3 separate regions of the Mus musculus genome follow, and all the other regions are linked to region 1. Evidence: chromatin contacts called from public HiChIP or PLAC-seq data. All regions are on one chromosome and are shown on one strand. Each heading gives the region's core, a stretch centred on a gene start, on an enhancer-like site or on the middle of the called end of the contact. The rest is flanking DNA. Distances are from core to core; before and after follow the strand shown. Region 1 has its middle 250 kb from the start of Pvt1. Region 2 has its middle 31 kb from the start of Gm22521. Region 3 has its middle 8.7 kb from the start of Gm30113.

Evidence for each region. HiChIP or PLAC-seq counts read pairs in DNA pulled down with a chosen protein or histone mark.
Region 2: a contact with region 1 is called in a BATF HiChIP or PLAC-seq map of CD8 T cells, with 14 read pairs. The contact joins two enhancer-like sites. A contact is called at or near these places in 2 of 484 Hi-C or Micro-C datasets (B cells and Th1 cells) and 2 of 115 datasets of contacts at active chromatin or transcription factors (CD8 T cells and large pre-B cells).
Region 3: a contact with region 1 is called in a CTCF HiChIP or PLAC-seq map of the NIH/3T3 cell line, with 5 read pairs. The contact joins two enhancer-like sites. A contact is called at or near these places in 1 of 15 datasets of contacts at CTCF or cohesin (the NIH/3T3 cell line) and 1 of 115 datasets of contacts at active chromatin or transcription factors (embryonic stem cells).

What each region holds. Positions count from the first base shown.
Region 1 is chr15:62,286,019-62,288,887 of GRCm38.p6, forward strand. No RefSeq gene overlaps it. Among named protein-coding and RNA genes, the nearest start is that of Pvt1, 250 kb to the left of the region's middle. Within about 2 kb of position 1,478, at least 75 of the 459 cell types and tissues checked have an H3K27ac peak or open chromatin away from gene starts, as enhancers often do. A contact at or near this core is called in CD8 T cells and the NIH/3T3 cell line, where this site is marked.
Region 2 is chr15:62,822,408-62,825,375 of GRCm38.p6, forward strand. No RefSeq gene overlaps it. Among named protein-coding and RNA genes, the nearest start is that of Gm22521, 31 kb to the left of the region's middle. Within about 2 kb of position 1,639, at least 41 of the 459 cell types and tissues checked have an H3K27ac peak or open chromatin away from gene starts, as enhancers often do. A contact at or near this core is called in CD8 T cells, where this site is marked.
Region 3 is chr15:62,961,344-62,964,479 of GRCm38.p6, forward strand. No RefSeq gene overlaps it. Among named protein-coding and RNA genes, the nearest start is that of Gm30113, 8.7 kb to the left of the region's middle. Within about 2 kb of position 1,523, at least 11 of the 459 cell types and tissues checked have an H3K27ac peak or open chromatin away from gene starts, as enhancers often do. A contact at or near this core is called in the NIH/3T3 cell line, where this site is marked.

The sequences.
Region 1 (2,869 bases), core at 228-2,727:
CCAGCCCGTCCTGGGGTGGGAGCAATTGGTGGCAGTCACGGGCAATTGGCAATGCCAAGTCACGAAACAAGTAAATTGTGTTGCAAACCTTCGAGATTGGCTGTATGACCACCACATCTGCTCTGCAAGGAAACACCCATCTCTACATCATAATGTGAGATTGGCTTGTGCAGAATGGCTTTTCAGCCCAAAGCTCCATATGGAAATAGTATGTTTGACATGCTGAAAGTTTAGATCCATAGTCCAGTATCACTGCCTTGACTCGAAATATGTTATCCTCCAAGGTTTGAAAGTGTGAAAATTGGAAAAATTAGCTTATCATAAAAGGTAAATGATTTTCTTTGTAACACGTTTGCATATATCACCATTTGTTGACCACCCCCCACTGGTCTCACCTGTCTCTCTGTACATCACATATATTTTATTATCCTCTCTTAGTGCGTCTCCTACTTCCTTTCCCTCCCCTTCAGGGCATCTCCATAGTCTCCTTTCTACCTTTGTGCCTTACAGAATACCTGTATGTATGTGTGTTAAGTGTTGCTTTAAAACCATAACAATCATACTGCTACTGCCCAGAGCAGTGAATGCTCTGCCAAATTATCTTATTTGGTTTTCGACAAAAGCCTCACGAGGCAGGTAGTTTAATTTCCACTTCCCAGACTAATAAAAAACAGAAGTTCAGGACTGTTCCGTAATGCATTCACAACCACACATGCAAGGAGAGGGTCAAGATTGAAGCCAGCATTCCTCTCGTGCACAGACCCTAATCTCATTACTTTTTACTCATGCATTTCCTCCCCGAGCTGGATACTAACCAGCTGAGCCACATACCTTACTCAACAGCGATGGCTGCAAATACTTTTGTCTGCTTATATGTAAAGCAAGCTACTTAGGAGACAGTGAAAATGACATTAGACATAATACAGAGGCAGAGTCTGTGTGCAACTGTGTCTTGAATGCTTAGATGAGATGTTTTCGTTTCTGTATGCTAGGATCTACAAAATGCATCCCGTTGCTTGAGCCCACTTGTTACGAGGACCTATTCACAGTAGTCACTCAGCTGTATCAAAAGGTCATGAAAAACATCCTGTGGAAAGGCTTTTTTTTTTTTTTTTTTTTTTTTTTTTTCTGGGCAGAGGATCTAGAGTATTTATGAGTCACTTGAAGGCTCTGTTTCCCTCTAGAGATGAGACATTCTAATTCTCCCATCTGTTGAGTTTGACTTACCACTTTCCCCAGAGGAGTCTTGGAGGCAAGGAGAAATCATGCTGACTAAATGGTGGTTGAAATTTGTAGGGTGACTGTTCAGTTTAGCAGAGAATAACTAGAAGGCACACTGTATCACCGCATTTGAAAAATCATTAAAAATGTTCCTGCTTCACATTCCTGTGGCTCCTTAAACTCAACCCTCCAGAGGACCTTCCTCCCTCCCCCTGCCAGCTAAAGCTGTGTCATTCTGAGCTGTGGCTATTGGTCATTTCCTGTCTCATCCATCCAAATGCTTGTTTTATTATGACTGCCATGAGAATGGGCTCTGAGCTAGGGACTGGGTTTCACAGCCATTGGCGGATGTGTTTCCTCCAATGTGGGAGCAGAGGGAAAGAATGCGGGATTCGCCTTCAGGAACCTGCATGCAGTCACCAGCTCTCTGCTAGCACTTGTGCTCATGGGTGTACTACTCAAGCATGTCTCTTTCAAACTGTATTTCTTTTTTGAGTACTTAGAATATATTAGTCCTCTGCTAGATATTGGGAACTGGAAGTACACAAAAATACAATAAAAATAGATCCTCCTATTTTTAGAATTCTGCTCTGATGGGAGACATAAAGTACACTAATAAAATTAGTACAGATGTATGTTGGTAAAATGTATGCTTTGCATGTGCTAATTTAGAGAAGGAAGCATGGGGTTTTGCATAGTATAGTTTTCTATATTAGACAACTATAATGACATGAAATCAGCTTTAAAATAAGCCTTTCTCCACTCCTTTCTTTCCCTTTCCCTCTCTCCCTTTCTCTGATCATCAAGTTCTGTCAATGTATCTGGTAGTGTTGATGTTTATTTTTTTAAAAAATTAAGATCTTTTTTTTTTACTTCATTTAAAGTGTCTGAGATTTTGGCCTTCAAGTATGTACGTGAATTCCTTGCTCATGCCGATGGGTGGTTGTCAGCCACCCTCTGAGTGCTGGGAACTGATCATGGATCCTCTTCCGGAGCAGGAAACAGACTTAACTCTTGAGCTGTGTCTCTAGCTCCCTTGATATGTATTTTGCTAAATAGTAATGGAGACATTCATGCTTGCTTCTGCTTACTAGCATGATAACTTTTGTATTCATTCATCTTTTCTCAGTTTGTATCTTAGTATCAAGTACGTGTCTTATATGAAGGATACAGTCATTCCTTGGGTGCCCTTTGCTTGGAATCTTTAGTGGGTTCAGAGAATGTAATTGTTGGTTTGGTTAGATTCGGGTTAGCCATATGGCTCCATGCTCTGCCATTCATCTCAGGCACTCACTTTCTGTGTTCTCATTTGTCAGGAACTTTTCAGCATTTAATATCTTACTCCGCCTCGTGCTTATATTTCTTTGGTGGTTTTCTAGTGATTATTTTCTAGGAATTATAGTTTGCTTCTTTGAGTTAATGTTGAACGAGGAAACCTGTTTTTATTCCACTTTCAGTTTTGAAAGAAGAGACTTGGTTCATGATTTGGCTTTTCCCTTCCTTTATCTTCCTGTCTCCCTCTGTCTTTCTTTCTTTTTTTTTTAATTTTTAATTTTATTTATTTTTGTTTTTGTGCCCCTTTCTCTATTCTTCATATGTTGAATCTAAGACCTAGTACATGTTAGTCAAGCAGTCTATCACCAAATTA
Region 2 (2,968 bases), core at 389-2,888, 540 kb after region 1:
CAATTCTATGCAATCTGTGATCTTTATAACATCTGGCAAGCTTTGAACACTCTTGATCATCTGCCTCCTTAAGATAACTCTTTGAATTGCCTAATCCCATAACTTCCCTTTTCTATGACTTTGGACACAGCCTGTCCCAATCATCCTATTTGACATCTAGACCTTTAGAACTCAGGTTTCCTCAGGGACCTTGAACCCTCTTGGTTGAAGGCTTCTACTTATTTTATGTGATAGATGATTCATTAACACCTCAGAGACTATGAATTTCAGACTCACATTGCAAAATTAAGTCTCTTCTATTAAGATCGAGATCCCTACCTAGATATCCAATCACTGGTATAGCATAGATGTCTGAGTGTTTCATAGATAACTCCAAGCCAATGTACCCAAACACCCCTCCCAGTTATCAGCTATATATTTCTCTGGTCATTATCTCACTAGATAGCATTTCCAACTATCCATCAATCATATTGGGCATCTCCTTCATCCTCAAGGGTATATCCAATTATTAGTAAAATATCAGCATAACATTCCCTCTAAATCTGGTTACATAGTTAGAACTTTGTGGTCATAATTTTGTTTCAAAATACCATGGAATCTCCAAAGTATTCTAACTAGTTTTCACCCATCTGCTCTCCTTCTCCTCCCTCCTGTTCTCTTAGCGAATCTGATCTTTTAGCTACATTTCTGACTGTGACTCTCTTATACACTGTGTCCTTTTATTTTCAGAATATAAACCAGCTATGCTATGGATTTGGGTTAGTTTTATAATTCTATTTCTTTCTAATATGCCAGCTGTGTCTCATGCCCTTTTCTTCTTCCTGTGTCCTCTCATTAATCTGAGTCTTTTTTCTCCTTTATACTGCTGGGTAATGAGTTTTATCAGCATCTCCCCTTCACACTACCTCTTGCTTGCTTATCCATCACATCTTGTCCTAATTTATGTCTCTTCAGTAGGACTTCTAACAAGCCAAATGGGATATTTCACTTGTACACTCTTCAATGTATGTTGAGAGTATTATAAGCATCTAGCACATGTGTAATATCTTATTGTTATTTTCTAGTCCCATTAACACAATATAAAGATTTTTATTGAATAAATAATTTCTACACAAACTGCTGTCTAAATTCTTTAAATTTATAATAGTAAAAAACATTTTCCCTAGATAATTTACAACTCTATATGTCTGATTGCAAGATAATTCATATCAAATAGCTTTATCAGTAGTAATTAAAATTATCACACACATATTCAGAGAATGTCAGACAAATGAATGCATAGATGAAGACGGTTATAGAGAAACAAAATCATGACACTCTGGAATCCTCCACCATGGAACTGTCGTTAAAAAATAAAAAGTGGACATCTTTAGCATCAAGACTAGAATAACAGAGGAGATACATTTTAAAAGTTAATGTCAATGTGTCCCTACTTGAAGAGGGCATATTGGCTGGTAATGTGCCTCTAAATGGGGCATAGTGGACATCTTAAGCCCTCTTGCTTTGGTCAACAGGTTCACAGATAGGTTTCTGAGATCAGGTCACAGAATAACAATGGGCATTCGAGAGTGTCACAGACCAAATACAACTCCACTTCCTCTTTGATTACCTCATCTACCATAATTTCCTTTCCAGGGACAGTGGTGAAGACCAATGCATGAACACTAGGGTAGACAAACCCTAACATCTGGTGCTCTCTCTCACACCCCTGCAGAGGAAAGGCCAAGTGCATTTCTAGGAAATAGCATTTTCTGAATTGTATTTCTGTCATGTATTACAGCCACATGTAACTCAAAGAAGCATGTGGTAAACAACTACCCACCTTCCTACTACCTTCTCACCAGTGCTAAGTATTTTCCTTTCTTTGAATCAATTATCTCTTACACTTCCTCCTTATTTCCTTCTCTCTTTAAAATTCTCTGTCTTTATACATGGCTGCTTACAGAAACATCCTTACCACACTCCACTTTCACTCTGAGCCAGTGAGGCTGTATTTTAGTTTCATGAAAAAAAAAATAGAGTCAAAAGAGGATATGATCACCACACAATGTTTTTGAATAAGATGAGTTTTTCTATTCTCTCCTAACTTCTAAATACTTTCAACCTGTAAGAAGGTGGCATCCACAGGCAAAGGAATTTTAAATATATACATGTATATGTATATGAATGCATGTGTATATATGTATATGTACATATACACATACATATATATAATCAGTAAAACCAGAGGAATTTCAGGGAGAAAAGTGGAGCCAAAGTTGCTGCACAGTCCTCAGAACATCTAACATTGCTGACACCTACACCTTAGACACTGAACACATCTAACTGTGAGACAAAGCCTGTCTATTTTTAAACCATTTGTTGACTAGCAGCCCTAGGAGGCTAATTCAGGCCAAATGTATTGTATGGCAAAAGAATTGCTTATGAGTTAGATGTGGTGAAGTTATTTCCTTGGCTTCAAAGCGGTTCAGTTTCATAAAGAAAACACAGTATACTTCCCCAGTGACTTAGCACATAGTTATCACAGGATGGATGCGTGTGGATTTTTATGGCTTCTCAGGATAATAATTTCCATAACATGTTGTCTCAATCTCTTTTCATGCACTGTCCTGTAATATGTGTTGTTTATTAGTCAAGTTCATCTCTGTACAATACATTTGGAGCAGGAAAAGGTCTGAGTCATGAAGGTAGGAAACAGGGCAGAATGAAAGAACAGAAACGGAGACAAGTGTTTTATGTGGGTTATAAAGGATGATTCTTATGTTCTTCCCAGAAAGCTACCACATGCGCATGTACAAAACGATGGCCTATTCTTCCACTGCCTAGCTCTCTAGGTGATGGAAATTGTTACCAATTGTGATCTAATTTTATTTTTTTGGAAACGTTTGAAACCTCATTTGCACGTAGTCTCACTAGAGTTCGGCAAAGTACCACATTCAAGTGCTTTGGATAATTCAGAGCTGAACAA
Region 3 (3,136 bases), core at 273-2,772, 680 kb after region 1:
CTTGTTTGAGATAGTAAAACAAAGGTCAGGGAAGACAATAAACTGAGTCAAGAAAACTGAAGACCGCATATATAGGAGATTTTCTGAAATCTTGTCTTTGATCCAATGCTGAAGCTGCCATGCATAAAGTATCTTAATAGACTCATGTCACCTGATAGCCAGAAGACAGAAGCAACTCCACCATATAAATGTAACCTCTAACCACACCATTCTTTCTACCTGGAGTAATCTGTACTTCATGGAGAGTCCACGAGAGAAACAGAAAGAGTCCTGTCTAGTCACCAGAGGATGGGCAGAATTCTTCCTTCTCTATCTACAAGAAAGTCAGGAAAGGCTTCTTATTGACTTTGAAGCAAAGAAAACACTGAAGTGGTAGATTTTGTTATTGTTTCCATATATACATAGACACACACACACACACATATACACATATGAGAATATATATATGTGTGTGTGTGTGTGTGTGTGTGTGTGTGCAGTTGTTTCCATATGTGTGCATGTGTCTGTGTATGTATACATGCATATACAAGGCAAATGTTGTATTTAATAGCAATTTATTCTTTTTGTTCTTTTTAAAAAGAAAACACATGTTCTTTTTTTTTTTAAGATTAATTGTATTTATATGACTACATTGTACCTGTCTTCAGACACACCAGAAGAGGGCATTGGATCCCATTACATTGTTTGTGAGCCACCATGTGGTTGCTGGGAATAGAACTCAGGACCTTTGGAAGAGCAGTTAGTGCTCTTAACTGCTGAGCCACCTCCTCAGCCTAGCCATTTATTCGTAAGCAAACAACTCACCATATTTGAATCTCAATTGCTTAGACATCAAATGAGGATGCATTGCTCAGGCTCCTGAGAATACATAACATAAATTGTTTTTAAAGCATTAAGTCTGATTGAACCCAAAGGCTTAACAAATGGCAATTCATTTTATTTTGCATATGAAGTGTTTGCCCTTGACTGAAGGAGATATATTTAAGTGAGCTCAACTGTTAAGTGGATTATTTCCTGTATTTTAAAGCCTCTTTAGTGTGGTCAAGATTGAGCTGGACACTAAGAATGTCTGTTCATGTTTGCCTTTTGGGACTTGGTAGTCTGAAAGGATATGGCCCCAGCTTCATACAGGATATGTTTGAAACAAATGGAAAACTGTATAATACAAAAATGCATTCCTTTAGGTTTATGGAACAGTGAAGTCAAATGAAGCAGAGGACATCTGAGGAAACTTTAGGGAGATGAAATCCACTGCCTACACAGAAGAGTGAGCTGGATGTCCATAGGTGGGAAGATGAAGAACAATGTGTATTTTTCATCAGATTTTTTCATTAAATGAAAAATTACTAGCAAAATAGCATTGTCTCACTTCCCATGTGGCTAAAGTCTTATTCATATTCTTATAAAAGAAAGCTGAAGTTTCCTGAGTGCTTCAAAAAGATAGCCGTATGCTACACCGCTTTTTTATGAATCAGCCGTTTCCAAACATGACTACATTACGTGTCTTTTAAAGACTTCTGCTATCACTCTCTGAAACCCCGGGAAAAGAATCTCTGTGGTTTTACATTCCTTTGCATTTACTCTAGAGGAAAACACACCATGAAAATTTCCATATGTTCATCTTCCCCTGTACATATTTATGTGAACAGTTTCCTTTTTAACAACTTTCAAAACATATGCTCTTTCCCAAGTTATTTCCCCTAAAAGTAATTCAGTGATGGCATGATTCATGGATTATGGGAACCATGAAAAGTTACTGAACCAGGTGTGACATTTGGACTCGTTAAAAGTCACTGTACCAGAACACATCAAATGGCAAGATTTGCCCCCCACCTTTGGGTGCTCACATCATTCCACTTTAGTCTGTGATGAAGCTGTTACAATTGAAGCAGGCTGCTAGTTTAAACAAGAGATCATCACGATAGTCATTTGTCATATAACATCCCTCAAAATGCTAAAGCTTGGCGTCTGAGTGAAAACGGATGGGAGACAGACAATAAATACAAATACTGAGAGTAGTAGATCATAATTTCCTACACTCAGCCCTGATTTCTACTGAATTGAAGTAAATAACACATGCATAGTTTAAGTTGTAAATATCCAGCCAAAGAATTTCCTAAAGATAAACCTCTGTTAATAACACCTCTTACTCTACAGCCAATTCCAGTTTTGAAATTAATATACACATTTGGTTAGTAGTTTGGATAATATTGAAGATCCATTTTATACTATTGCCATGATCTAGATCTGGCCTGAATATTTTCCAGAGATTCACGTAGCGAAGTTGGACTGCTATGGAAATTATAATAGATCGGGACTTCAGGTAGTTATTAAATCACTTCTTAAGGGATACCTGTTAGTCTCATATGGTGATTTCTCATAATTGCAAGTTGGGATAAAATCTTCACTCCTACATATGATCCGTTTTACACATACTCAATGTCCCTTTCAGAGTCTTCTTTATGTTGTGAAAAAAATCAATGTGCCCCTCACCAAAGCCCAGACAAATAAGGTAGATTGGTTATCTTAAACTTTTACCTCTGAAACCATAAATCAAATAAAATTACTTCATTTAGATTGAACTTACCAGAAGCATTGAACTTCTGGTATATTTTGTTATAGCAGCAGATACTTGACTAAATTGGGAACCATTAGTACAGTGTGTGGTTGTTGGAATAAAAATATTTAACAATACAGAAAAGGCTTTGGAACTAGAGAAGCAGGGCACAAACAACAAGCTGGAAGTGGTCTGTTCCATGGTATATGAGAGGCATTCTGAGGGATTCTGGTGATGGCTCAGAATAAAGGGTATATGGAAAGACCTAGATATTTTCCAAGATGATGAGGTCTCAGAGAGAAATGAGGACTGTCCTATCGGAAATTGGAGAAAGGGACATTCTTATTATGATGCAGCAAACAACTGCACTGAACTCTGCCCATGCACGAGGGCTTTATGGAGTGATGGGATTGTTTAACTGGTAAATGAAATTTCTAAACAAAATACAGAAGGAGCTACAAGAGTACCCTTGCCAGCTTGCAACATGGCCCAAGAATAGAAGGAAATTCACCAGAGTAATTTGAAAATTCACAGGCCAGATAAAAATATGTATGAGCAAACAAAATACTGATGTAGGCA